Linked DNA regions of Rattus norvegicus: region 1 is linked to region 2. A link is a contact called in public Hi-C data. All regions are on one chromosome and are shown on one strand. The core of a region is the stretch at or near the end of the contact, and the rest is flanking DNA. Distances in the headings are between cores, read along the strand shown.

What was found. Hi-C and Micro-C count contacts between places; a contact is called where the count stands out from the background.
Region 1: a contact with region 2 is called in a Hi-C map of the A7r5 cell line, with 4 times the contacts expected there. The contact joins two enhancer-like sites. A contact is called at or near these places in 2 of 12 Hi-C or Micro-C datasets (the A7r5 cell line and the Rat2 cell line).

What each region holds. Positions count from the first base shown.
Region 1 is chr3:125,842,983-125,848,650 of GRCr8, forward strand. It overlaps Eif2ak4 (eukaryotic translation initiation factor 2 alpha kinase 4), which reads left to right. Exons shown (of 39, transcript NM_001105744.2): 9 at 369-904; 10 at 4,787-4,893. Among named protein-coding and RNA genes, the nearest start is that of Eif2ak4, 36 kb to the left of the region's middle. Within about 2 kb of position 1,294, at least 6 of the 93 cell types and tissues checked have an H3K27ac peak or open chromatin away from gene starts, as enhancers often do. A contact at or near this core is called in the A7r5 cell line, where this site is marked.
Region 2 is chr3:125,756,459-125,762,238 of GRCr8, forward strand. All of the region lies in intron 1 of Gpr176 (G protein-coupled receptor 176), which reads right to left. Among named protein-coding and RNA genes, the nearest start is that of Gpr176, 32 kb to the right of the region's middle. Within about 2 kb of position 4,108, at least 11 of the 93 cell types and tissues checked have an H3K27ac peak or open chromatin away from gene starts, as enhancers often do. A contact at or near this core is called in the A7r5 cell line, where this site is marked.

The DNA.
Region 1 (5,668 bases), core at 44-2,543, 84 kb after region 2:
GCTCTACCAATTGAACTACACATTCATCCCCTGGAATTTAATCCATTTTACAATGATTCTTAGTATAATCAGAAAACTATTTTAAATATGTTTCTTTTTTTCTGCTTTTTTTTATCACACACATATCCAAAAAGTTTGATTTTTAAAAGCAACTCAGCAATTTTATGGTATTTGGATACCCCATTTTGACATTGAAGTTGGTAATTAGCTAAAATTTCTTGCATTTTTGTACACTATCAGGTCGATTTATCAGTTTAGGGAAAGATTCAGGCTATTATTTTCTCATCTTTGAAACTATATTTTCCATCTCACACCATACTTTTGGAGTGAAACACTAGCTAACGTCATTTGCCTAATATCCTTCTCAGATTCAAGGAGCAGAAACAGAATTCAGCTCCCTAGTGAAACTGAGCCATCCAAACATTGTCCGCTACTTTGCGATGAACTCCAGAGAGGAGAAGGATTCCATTGTGGTCGACATTCTGGCAGAACACATCAGTGGGATCTCTCTCGCTGCACACCTGAGCCACTCAGGCCCTGTGCCCATGCACCAGCTGCGCAAATACACAGCGCAGCTCCTGGCGGGCCTGGACTACCTGCACCGCAACTCGGTGGTGCACAAGGTGCTGAGCACCGCCAGCGTCTTGGTGGATGCTGAGGGCACCGTCAAGATAACAGACTACAGCATCTCTAAGCGCCTGGCAGACATTTGCAAGGAGGATGTTTTTGAGCAAACTCGAGTTCGCTTTAGTGACAGTGCTCTGCCTTATAAAACCGGGAAGAAAGGGGATGTGTGGCGTCTTGGCCTCCTGCTGTTGTCTCTTAGCCAAGGTCAGGAGTGTGAGGAGTATCCTGTGACCATCCCCAGTGATCTGCCAGCTGACTTCCAGGACTTCCTGAAGAAGTGAGTGTCACGGTTTGTTCCTGCTTTCCTCCTGTACGGGAGAGGATGAGGGAGAGGATGAGACTGAGGAAGGGAGCCGAACGGGGAGGCTGAACGGGGAGGCCGAGATGTGAGGAAGGGAGCCAGGGCAAATCTTTGCCCAGACTCGTGTTCTCTTTCCTCAGTACAGCCTTCCACCTTGAGTTTAATAACTGATACTCAAACTACTTTTGGGAGACTGCCTAGAATAGAATTTTTTTTCCCATTCCTATCTATCCCAGAAGGGTTGGCAGTGATAAGAAGTGCCCTGGATGTGGTAGACTTTCTCCATCACTTTGCTGCTGAGTCCTAGGAGACCAAAGAGAAAGCCTCAGGAAACCAGTTGAGAAGTGTGGTTCTGCCCTCTTTCTTCCTGACTGCTCCTCCATTGGCTGTCTCACTCAGCCAGGTCAGAGGATCAAACCACTGCCTGTTTCTAGACAGAGGATTTTCCACATTTGTGAATCATAAGTACATAATCATTACAAAGCCAGCTTTTTAAAAAGTGAGTGTGTATGTGTGTGTGTGTGTGCGTGTGTGTGTGTCTGTGTGTGTGTGTCTGTGCGTGTGTGTCTGTCTGTGTATGTGTGTGTGTGTGTGTCTGTGTGTGTGTATGTGTGTCTGTGTCTCCATGTCTGTGAAAGCAAGAACACATTGACATGTTTGTGGAGGTGAGGGAGCAGCTTTCTGGGGTCTATGCTCTCCTTCCACTGTGGGCTTTAGGGATCCCACTCAGATTGTCAGATCATCAGACTTGTGGAGCAACCACCTTCTCCACTGCATCTCGCTGGCCCCCAGCCAGGCTCTGTCCAGCTTGAGGGAGTCATTAATAAAGATACTTTCCTTGTCCTAAACTATTTGTCCAGGTCTTTCCCCTCAGTAGTCTCTGCCTTAACCCTGAATGTTCTCAGTCTAAGCCGGCACTGCCCCTCAGTCTCTAATAATATGAGCATTCACTTGTTTCCGGCACCCCTCTGGAGCAGCCTCCTGCAGACCTGCCCTGCGCTGTTCCTCCTTCCGCACTCTGTCTGCCTCACCTTCGTTTCCCTAGTCACTCACTTTCAGTCTCTTCCTCTTCTCTCTTGCCTTCACATCTCTTTGCTGTGACCTGACCATAGCGATCCCTGTCACCCACTAGTTCACTGGCCACATGTATGGCAGTCTCTGCATTTGAGCAGTCCCTCTGCCACACATCAGAGCTTCATCAGTGGTGGACTGACTGCACAGGGTTGGCAGCCACCTAAGACTGGCTGTGACATTGGAGCTGGGTTAGTTTATGCAGCACACACTGTGTTGATGATGTGTTTGTTCTCAGGCTGTGTCCTGTCTTTAAGCAGCATATAGCATTCAATGAGGTTATCGGTGTTTTGTTAAAAGTAGCCATCATGATACTTTCCTCATTTGAGGAAAGGGGCCAACTTTGAGTGTGTGTGCAACATTCTCTCCTTAAAATATATAAACCTTTAAAATTTTTTAACATTTAAAATTTATGTATTTTATGTATATGAGTACACTGTTGCTGTCTTCAGACACACCAGAAGAGGGCATCAAATCCCATTACAGATGGTTGTGAGCCACCATGTGGTTGCTGGGAATTGAACTCAGGACCTCTGGAAGAGCAGTCAGTGCTCTTAACCACTGAGCCCCCAAAATAGAATGCTAAAAAAAATGTATTTAAGCTCCCTAGGCCTACAATGAGGGTGGCTGAAGTGACAGATGGGATAATGAATTACTAGTGAAAAGTCTTATTTCCATCTTTCCCATGTCCCCTTGAACTCTTTACCCCGCTTCTCCTCTCACAGCCAGGCAGTGGGTCCAAGGGCTGAGACTTTCAAACAGCTTCCCTCTGTCACTTCTGAAGGTGAGATCTGAGGTTTGTTTTGACATTGTTAACATAGCTGTCATCTGGGATACTGTGTGCACACTTCCCTTCTGGGGTGGGGGCCTCTGGACTGCCTGGTTGAGGTGGGAAACATTTAGAGTGTTGGGTCGTTAGCCTTACTGTCCACCCCAGTTACCAAAATAAGCAAGTATTCACAAAAGCAGAGTGGACTCCATCTGTGATCCCCACCATATTTAGTTAACACCCTTGGGAAGCCATCTGTAAGGTGAGTCAGAGTTCAGGTGTTGGAGCCAGATGGCGGATCCTGGACTAACACAGTCCTGGTAGCTATAAATATCTGAAAATAGAAGTCATTCTCACTATGCGTTAGCTTTTTCTGATCCACATCTATTGTCACAGCAGTCACATTAATGTCACAGTTGAGTAAGAGTTATAGTGCTCTTCAGAATCTAATACAGCATGTGTAGAGTGTGTGTGTGTATGAGAGAGAGAGAGAGAGAGAGAGAGAGAGAGAGAGAGAGAGAGAGACTGAGAAATTGAGAAACAATCCTGACAGTAAGAGAATGCATCATAAATAAATTCTGGTAGGTGCCTGGCTCTCCAAGGGTTGAGAATTCACACCTCTCCTGCACTGCCACTGGCCCCTGTTGCACTCAGACTGCAGCTCTCATTGTTCTTGGCAGGAAGAACTGTGGAAAGTTCCAGGCCTGCCATCCCTTCCAGTCTCGAAGCTAAGGCTAGCATGGCCTCTGCTGCTGCTGGTAGCCACTCTACTGCCAAAATGTTGGGTTCTGAAAATATAATCCTGTCATGAAAGAGCTCCTCAAAGCTGCAGTTCACTCTCAGGAAGCTTTAAACCATTTTTGGTCCAGATCTGTTGTGTCAGTCACATTAATGCCACGGTGGTAGACTCAGAGATGACAGTGCACTTTAGAACTTAACAGAACATGTGTAGGCATGGTCAGTACAGTGGGTATGTAAAACTGGAAATAACCCCAATCAAACTAGAGAATGTATTAGGAAATCCCAGTGGGTCCAAGCTGATGTAGGAGTTTAGAAGGATGTTTATTGGCATATTTATTTTGACATGAGATTTTAAGACATGGCTGAAGGGCCGTGGCTAAAGGCAAATAAACTCAGTATCCTCCATAGCATTATGGTGGGTTGCTGTGCACTTGTAGACAGTATCAGAGAGGAAAGGGTTTGTAGTGATGCACATTAAGAAATTACGAGGGGGCTGGGGATTTAGCTCAGCGGTAGAGCTCAGCTCCGAAAAAAAAAAGAACCAAAAAAAAAAAGAAATTACGAGATAGCTGGGTGCTGGAAGGCAGCAGCAAGTGGATTTCACTGAGTTCAAGCCAGAGCAAGTTCTAGGATAGCCAGGGCTACACAGAGAGAAACCCTGTTTCAAAAGAGAACAAAACAAAACAAAACAAAAACCAAAGGAAAGAGGGACGGCAGGCGAGAGAGAACTCTATCATTTATTTATTCATCCCTTTGAGGCAGGGTCTCACTTTGTGGTTGTAGCTGGCCTTTCACTCACCTCACAGGCAGAGCAGGCTGGCCTGTCACCTGGCAGGCAGAGCAGACTGGCCTTGGGGCTTTGACGTTGTGGTTCAGATCCTCAGGTTCAAGACCGCTGTCTTGGAAGTCAGATTTATGTCGGGTCCTCGACAGTCGAGGTTCAGCAGGGCAGGCTACTAAGCGGCTAATGGAAGTGGCAATTCAAAGCTGGTTTCTATGGCCTGAGAGCATTTCAAATCATTTGTCCCTCTGTAGTTAACAAAGTGTAGTTGGTTTTTCTTTCCTCTTTTCAACTTGAATCCAGTCTACTGTAGAACATGCCAACCGTAAAGTGGTGTTTATTCATTTAAATTCATTTTTAAGTAAATTTTCTTCCAAAAGTAACATGAATTTGCTAATGTGTATTTAAAAAGAAAAGCAGAGTCATAGATAACTGGGTAGATGAACCAGAAAGGCATTTACGTTGTACACACTGAGATTCTCCCTCCCCCTCCGAGGTGTGTTTGCCTGGACGACAAGGAAAGGTGGAGCCCTCAACAGTTGCTGAAACACAGCTTTATAAACCCTCAGCCAAAAATGCCTTTGGTGGAGCAGAGTCCTGAAGGTGAGTTATTGCCTGCCTGCCTTTCATTGTTTTTGATAGGGTCCCACTGTGTAGTCCAGGCTAGACCTCTTGGTCCTCCTGCCTCTGCCTCCTGAGTGCTAAGATTACAGGCATGCCCTACACACTTGACTTTTTTATTGTTGCTATGAAAACACAAAGCCTGAAACTGAGAGTGTCTGCCTAAATTATTTCTTTGCCTATGCCAGGCCTCACTTAATCCTTTGTGTGCAGGCCTTGTGTGTACAGGACTGCTTTGCAACCCTAGTTCTAACCTCTATTGATGAAGTGGTGTTATTGTAAAATTATTAAAAATAAGAACTCTTTTATCCCCCACTAGGTCCGTCACCGCAGTGCCCCAAGATATCTGGTAGATATCTCGCCAGAAGCACACATCCCAATTCCAAGGTGGCCCAGTGTCTCTAGCCTCCGCACACTTTCTTACACTTAAATTGCTACATGAAAGACCACACAATAACTTTTGATCCAATTGATAAGATATAATTGCCCACCTAAACATACACAGCCCTGTACACATCCATCCCTTATGAACATTCATAACAACCTGTAAGGGTACAGCGTGGAATCTTAATGTCAGCCTCCATGTAGTCTCTCGGCTACTCTGCTGTCTCCTCCTCTTCCTTCAAACTTTTCTCCCACCCATCCTTCCTTCTCATCCAATGACAGCCCTCATTCTATCCTGTACCTGCCTCACCTGTGACATCATCCCAACAAAGTGGTCGGGCATCCCCTTCTTGTGTTACCCACATTGCCACAT
Region 2 (5,780 bases), core at 2,858-5,357:
GAGAAAAGGATAAGATGATTTCACACCAGTGACTTCAAAGTCCAATCAGCGGCCAAGGAACATATTGGACGAGATTATATTAGACAGTCATTCCATATGGCAGTGTCTGTGTCCTAAGCCCTTATCAGGAAACATCTTGGAGTACTCAGAGGCTTCGTATCAGTTTTAAATGGTATTTCAAAGATGGTATGCACAAAATATTCTCCCTATGAACTTTCTGAATTTTTTCAAAAACAAGTATAAAATGACACCTTTCAGGATGGAGTTGATTTGTTTTGCAGCAAACGGATTTGTTTTTAAGACAAAGCCATCAAAGCCTTTCTCAAAGCTACATTCCTCAAATAAAGCAGATAAAAATCACTTCCAAGAAATTAAGGGAGCAAGCCACACAGTCAAAGGCAGTATCCTCAGAGGATAATCCAACTGTGGGAATGCACTGGGAAACTAGCAACATTATTAGTGGCCCTGTGGGATAACTTGTATACACAGCACGAAACATGGGAAATCGTGTACTTACAGGCACATGTATTCTGCTTTTCCCAGGGTGAAATCAAAGGCCTGTAGAGTATGCATACCAGTCCGCATTAGAGTGCAACATGTCTGAGAGAGAGGTAGTTAAAGACTCTTGGTTCTATTACCAATAAACCAAGGGAAAGGAAAAAAATTCCACTCAGCGTTCTTTTGCAAGCAGTAATATAAACTGGAAACCGAGTATTGATGTCAGTGCCAACGGAGTAACCATCTCTATTGGCAGAGAGCCATAAAGCTACCGCACAGACAGAGGGAGTTTTCCACTGACCCCAAAACATTCACTTCTTCATTCACCCAAATATATGAAACACAACTATATGGCCCCTGCTATTAACGCAAGGTTGCAGAAAAGAAATTTAAGGGTAAATATGAGAAAATCATAGCCACTAGGTATTGTCTCTGCATGCTCTACAAAGAGGTAGAGGCCATTAGAGCGACTATGTCCCCGGACTCTGTAGAGGCTGGTGTGGCAAGCCCCAGGCTCAGGGTGTCACTAGATCCCCAGCAAGAGGAAAGCTCCCTTTTGATTCCCTTGTCCCTCCTGCTCCACAGGTCTGGTCAGGGATCACACATGGCTTGTCTTGGCAATGGCCCCCTTAGCCCTCCATGAGCCCCACCACCACAAAAAAATGACTAAATGAGAAGTGAGACGAACACAATGCTGTCCCCTTTGGTTCATAATGGGAAGGGGCAGAGCCATGGTTTCTAGGAGGAAGTGCCAGGGTGTAATTAGCCTCTTGATATTTCTGAACCCCTCTCTCTTCCGGGACTAAGACGCCTGTGTTAAATATTAAGAATAAGCACAGAAACCTTTGAAAGGACTGACCAGCAAGTTCAGGGAGACGCTTGCAGATGCACAGACTTCGCGTGGGTGGAACACTTGCCATTGCTAACACAAGTCCAGCATGAATTATGCACACTCCTCACACTGGTGGAGTTGCCATGTATTTATCACCAGCCCTAAGACACTGCAATTAGGAAGAGGTAGTTTCCACTTTTTGTAAAGGGAAGAAAAGAAGCCCAGTGGATATGGGTTTCTTTCTTAATAGCAAAATTTAGTGAAAAAGTAGATGTTTCATTTAGAATTTGCGATCAGTAGCTTTCAGTTATTTACCATTAGCATTTCAGGCATTCTTTTGTTTTCTAAAAGAAAAAGACCATTTTACTGAGATATGATTGATGCCCATACAAATCATATTTGATTTATACACATCAGTGAACCTGACATTTAAAGCCATTCCCACCATCAAATGTGTGAGCGTTCTCAGCGTCCTCCCATCTCTTACGATCCATGCTTCTCTCGGGTTTGGTTTTACCTACTTCATGGTGCCGGACTTAGAGACTGTGACCAAGCAAGCACGCCCCACTGAGATCTACCGAGCGTGCTTTTTATTTCCAAAAGTGTTCACTTTTACACGTTCGGCTCTGCTGGTGAGATGCTCAACAGGCAGAGGCTTTGGCCACTGAGCCTGATGAACTGAGTCCCATCCCCAGGGACACGAAATGGAAGGAAAAATGTTCACAAGTTATCTTCTGATCTCCACATGCATATCATGGTACCTGGGTATAGACAGACAGACAGACAAACACACACACACACACACACACAGAGGATAAGCAAAAACATAAATAAGTATAATTATAAATATAATTAAGTGTAATAAATACAATTAAAACTTTCTAAATGGCCATTGTTTTTTAATGCTCACCTCAATTATGGTGTGCTCATTGACGAAGTGTCCTGGATAGTGTGTGGTTGCTAAACACCTGAGAACATCAAGGCATAGAAATAAAGACTGTCTAGAATATTCTGTGTGATATTTAGGAGATTATTCTTTTCCTCCTCTGAACATAAAGCCCTAAAACATTCTCTCATAAGTACTCTTCCTTTTTTTTTCACTTGACGAAAGAACAATCTAGTTATCTGTAATGGTAAAATCCAGAAGACATTTAAAAATGGCCAAAGAAAACAGAGTCTGTGATGGCTATAAAATTCCTAAAATAAGTCTTTGCTCTAACCACTCTAATTTACTGCTTACTGAATCCAGTTAGAGAAAACCTCCTCAATGGAACTGCCTCCGATAAGGATCTATAGCTGGGCATAATCCAACACCTCTGGCTGAGAGCAGGGAAAAAGAGGTCAAACACTCCTGTGGCGGCGGTCACCAGGTTGTGCCCACAAAGCCTCCTGTCTAGGTGTAGGAAAATCTCTCTGAACTCGCATCCTTCAAAGGAGTCATGCCAACTTGTTGGCTCCTGCCTTGACCGACTTTGGGTGTGATCCTCCCTCACACAGAGCAGTAAACAGTGTAGATGATGACGTCACTGTGTTAAACACTGCCTGGTGCAGCAACCTTTGGCGAGATTTTATGCCCCAGTGTCCTGTAGTTCCAACAAAGAAAGCACAGAAGACGGGAATCTCTCCATAGCAAAAATGTCTAACTCCAACTACAACATCGCACACTATAATTACACACACCTAGTAATACGTGCACATACATTATATTATATATTAATTAACATTATACACACACACACACACACACACATATATATATATATATATATATATATATATATATATATATTATTCCACTTAAGTAATAGCTTCTGAAAGGTACATTTGACTCTGGGTCAGAAAAACAACAGATCAAAATAATGAAGGTTAATCTGTTACATAAACCAAACTCCAGAGTTTGAGGAAGTTACGCAAAGATGACATTAAGGAAGGGCCAAGACTTGTAACGTCATAGTCCGCCCATCCCTCACATAACTGCAAGGCAAACTGCCCACCCTTAGGATCCAACTTCCAGGCAGGAAAGTCAAAGACCAAAGGCAGCTCTCAGCTTAGTCCACCCCTCCCGCCTTACAGCACATCAGGGCTTTATTCAGGGGCACCTGCATTTACGCTTGTTGCTGGCACTGCTGCCCCTATCTGCAAAGGAGTCTGGGGGATATTTTCATCTGGGCACTTTGTTGATAAAGGCAGAGGCAGGACCCTTTAGGAAAGAAAGGAGAAGAGGGATACCTCAAAGGCTGCCACACTAATAGTGACATTACCAGTTTTGCGTAAGTCCTAGGAATCAGAACCCCACGGACTCAAACCTCAGGACTCAAACCTCAGACTGTCTGCTCATGTCAGCAGTTGTTTTGCTTCCAAGAAATTGCTTTAAACTCCCCCATCCTTTAACCCTGTATTATCCTTCTTGTAATAAAATGCCCCGACAATGGCAATTTAAGAGAGGAAGCGTTTGTTTGGGCTCAGAGTTCAATGGTAGATTCCAGCACGGCAAGCGGGTTGCTATGGGTCACATTGCAACAGCAGTCAGGAGGGAAAGAGCGATGCGTGTCTGTGCTCAGCTCAGCTCCTGCCTTTTCAAAAGTCCAGAACCCAAACTCCTGGGTTGGTGTCACCAGCCTCAGGTAACCTAATATGCATAATCCCTCCTGAGCATGCTCAGAGACATCCTAGAGATTCTAGATCCGGTCAAATCAACAACAGAAACTCTCACGACAATCAAACCTATTCTTTACGAGTGACTCAGACCACCCCCTTCCCCTAACTGGAGTGACCAGACAATCTGAAATGCCATGTAGCTGAAGTCAGAGGTTCTGCGACTCATTGGTGGCTTCCTTTGGGAGAACAAAGCACTGCCCTTTTTCTGCAAGTTCCTCAGTAAGAATCGTGTGGGTGCTCTTTTTGAAAGCCAAAATGGTTTTCAAAGCATATCAGGTTAAGAAAGGATTAAAAAAACAGAATAGGAATTCAAAATATATACAAACCCAGCCCCACCTCTACGAGCCAGGGCAGCTTTCCACACATTAATTAATTGAATCATTTGTGTGTCTCCAAAGTAAATGAGAGACAAATCTTCCAATTAATTAAGTGTGGCACATTTATCACAGGACTTGATAATTACAGCACACCTGCCCTCACAGGCACTGAGGGCAATCCCCTGGCTTAGATTAATTCAGCCACACAGGGACCCTCTTTTAATAGGAGATGGCTCACTGTTGTAGAACAAAATGCAGACAGGAAAACATGGTCTCAGGTTGAGTGACAGTTCTTAGCAAACCCCCTGCTTCCTCAGAAGAACACAACACATACATGTCTTCAGAAATGGGAATGTTAGGTTTTGTCTGGCCAAGAACTGTGGGACTCAGCAGAGAATTTACAAAGATTCTTCCCTCCTGTTGGGATGGCAGGTCAAGGAGAAGCAGATCCTCACCTGAAAGTGAGGATCAGGGAACTCCCTCCAGCCTGACATGTGTGCTATTAGCCCGCATCTACTGCCCCCATCTTGACTTTCAGAAATGACAACACTGAACCCAAACAAGGCCACCATGCTGTTTTTCCCTCAAGGGCACACCAAGGCCAGCTGAAGAAACCACACTTGGCACACAAACACTGGAGTGACAAGAAAGGAGTCACAGGGACAGAAAATGTTTATTTATCCTGATCATTTTTGTCCGTTCTTATGCAAATGCCCGAGTCTCTTAAAATAATACACTTCAACAACTAAAAACAAAATAATTACCTCTATTTTCATCTGTAATGACAAACAGACCAAGCCTGCTATCTGCTAAATTTCACATCACAGAGATGCTTGGGAAGGGGTTTTATCCTACTGCCCACTAAGATTGTATGGCCATTCTAACTTCAGTAGAAAAGTTGGCTTACAGCGATCATTCTCAGTCTGTCCTGGTGGAATATAGCTTGTGACCCTGGAGAAGTCTAAAGAATTCCTAAAATTTTAAGAGTCTACACCAGTGGTCCTCGAACCCTGTGATGCCTATGAATCCCCTGTGAAACTTATTTGAGACGCACTTTGGAGAGCTTCATAGGTGGTTGCAGACACAATAATTTATATTGAATAGTCAGAGGATTCACAGGCAATTTCTGAGGGGGTCCTTGTCCCAGAAAGGGGCCTTCATTTTCTTCATTCAGATAAGCATAGAACAGTCTCATTTTTTTTCCTTTTTCTTTTTTTTGTTTTCGGAGCTGGGGACCGAACCCAGGGCCTTGCGCTTCCTAGGCAAGCGCTCTACCACTGAGCTAAATCCCCAACCCGGTGAACAGTCTCAATTTAAATTCTAATCCAGCATCCTGTGTATGTGTGTCCATTCTAGCAAGGATTAAGGTGGCCAAGCTATGAAGGAGTTCCCTCCAAACACAGGGAGGAGCTGCTGCGTGGGTCAGCTGTGTGAGGTAGTGGTGCTAAGGTCACAGCGGCATTAGATATTATGAG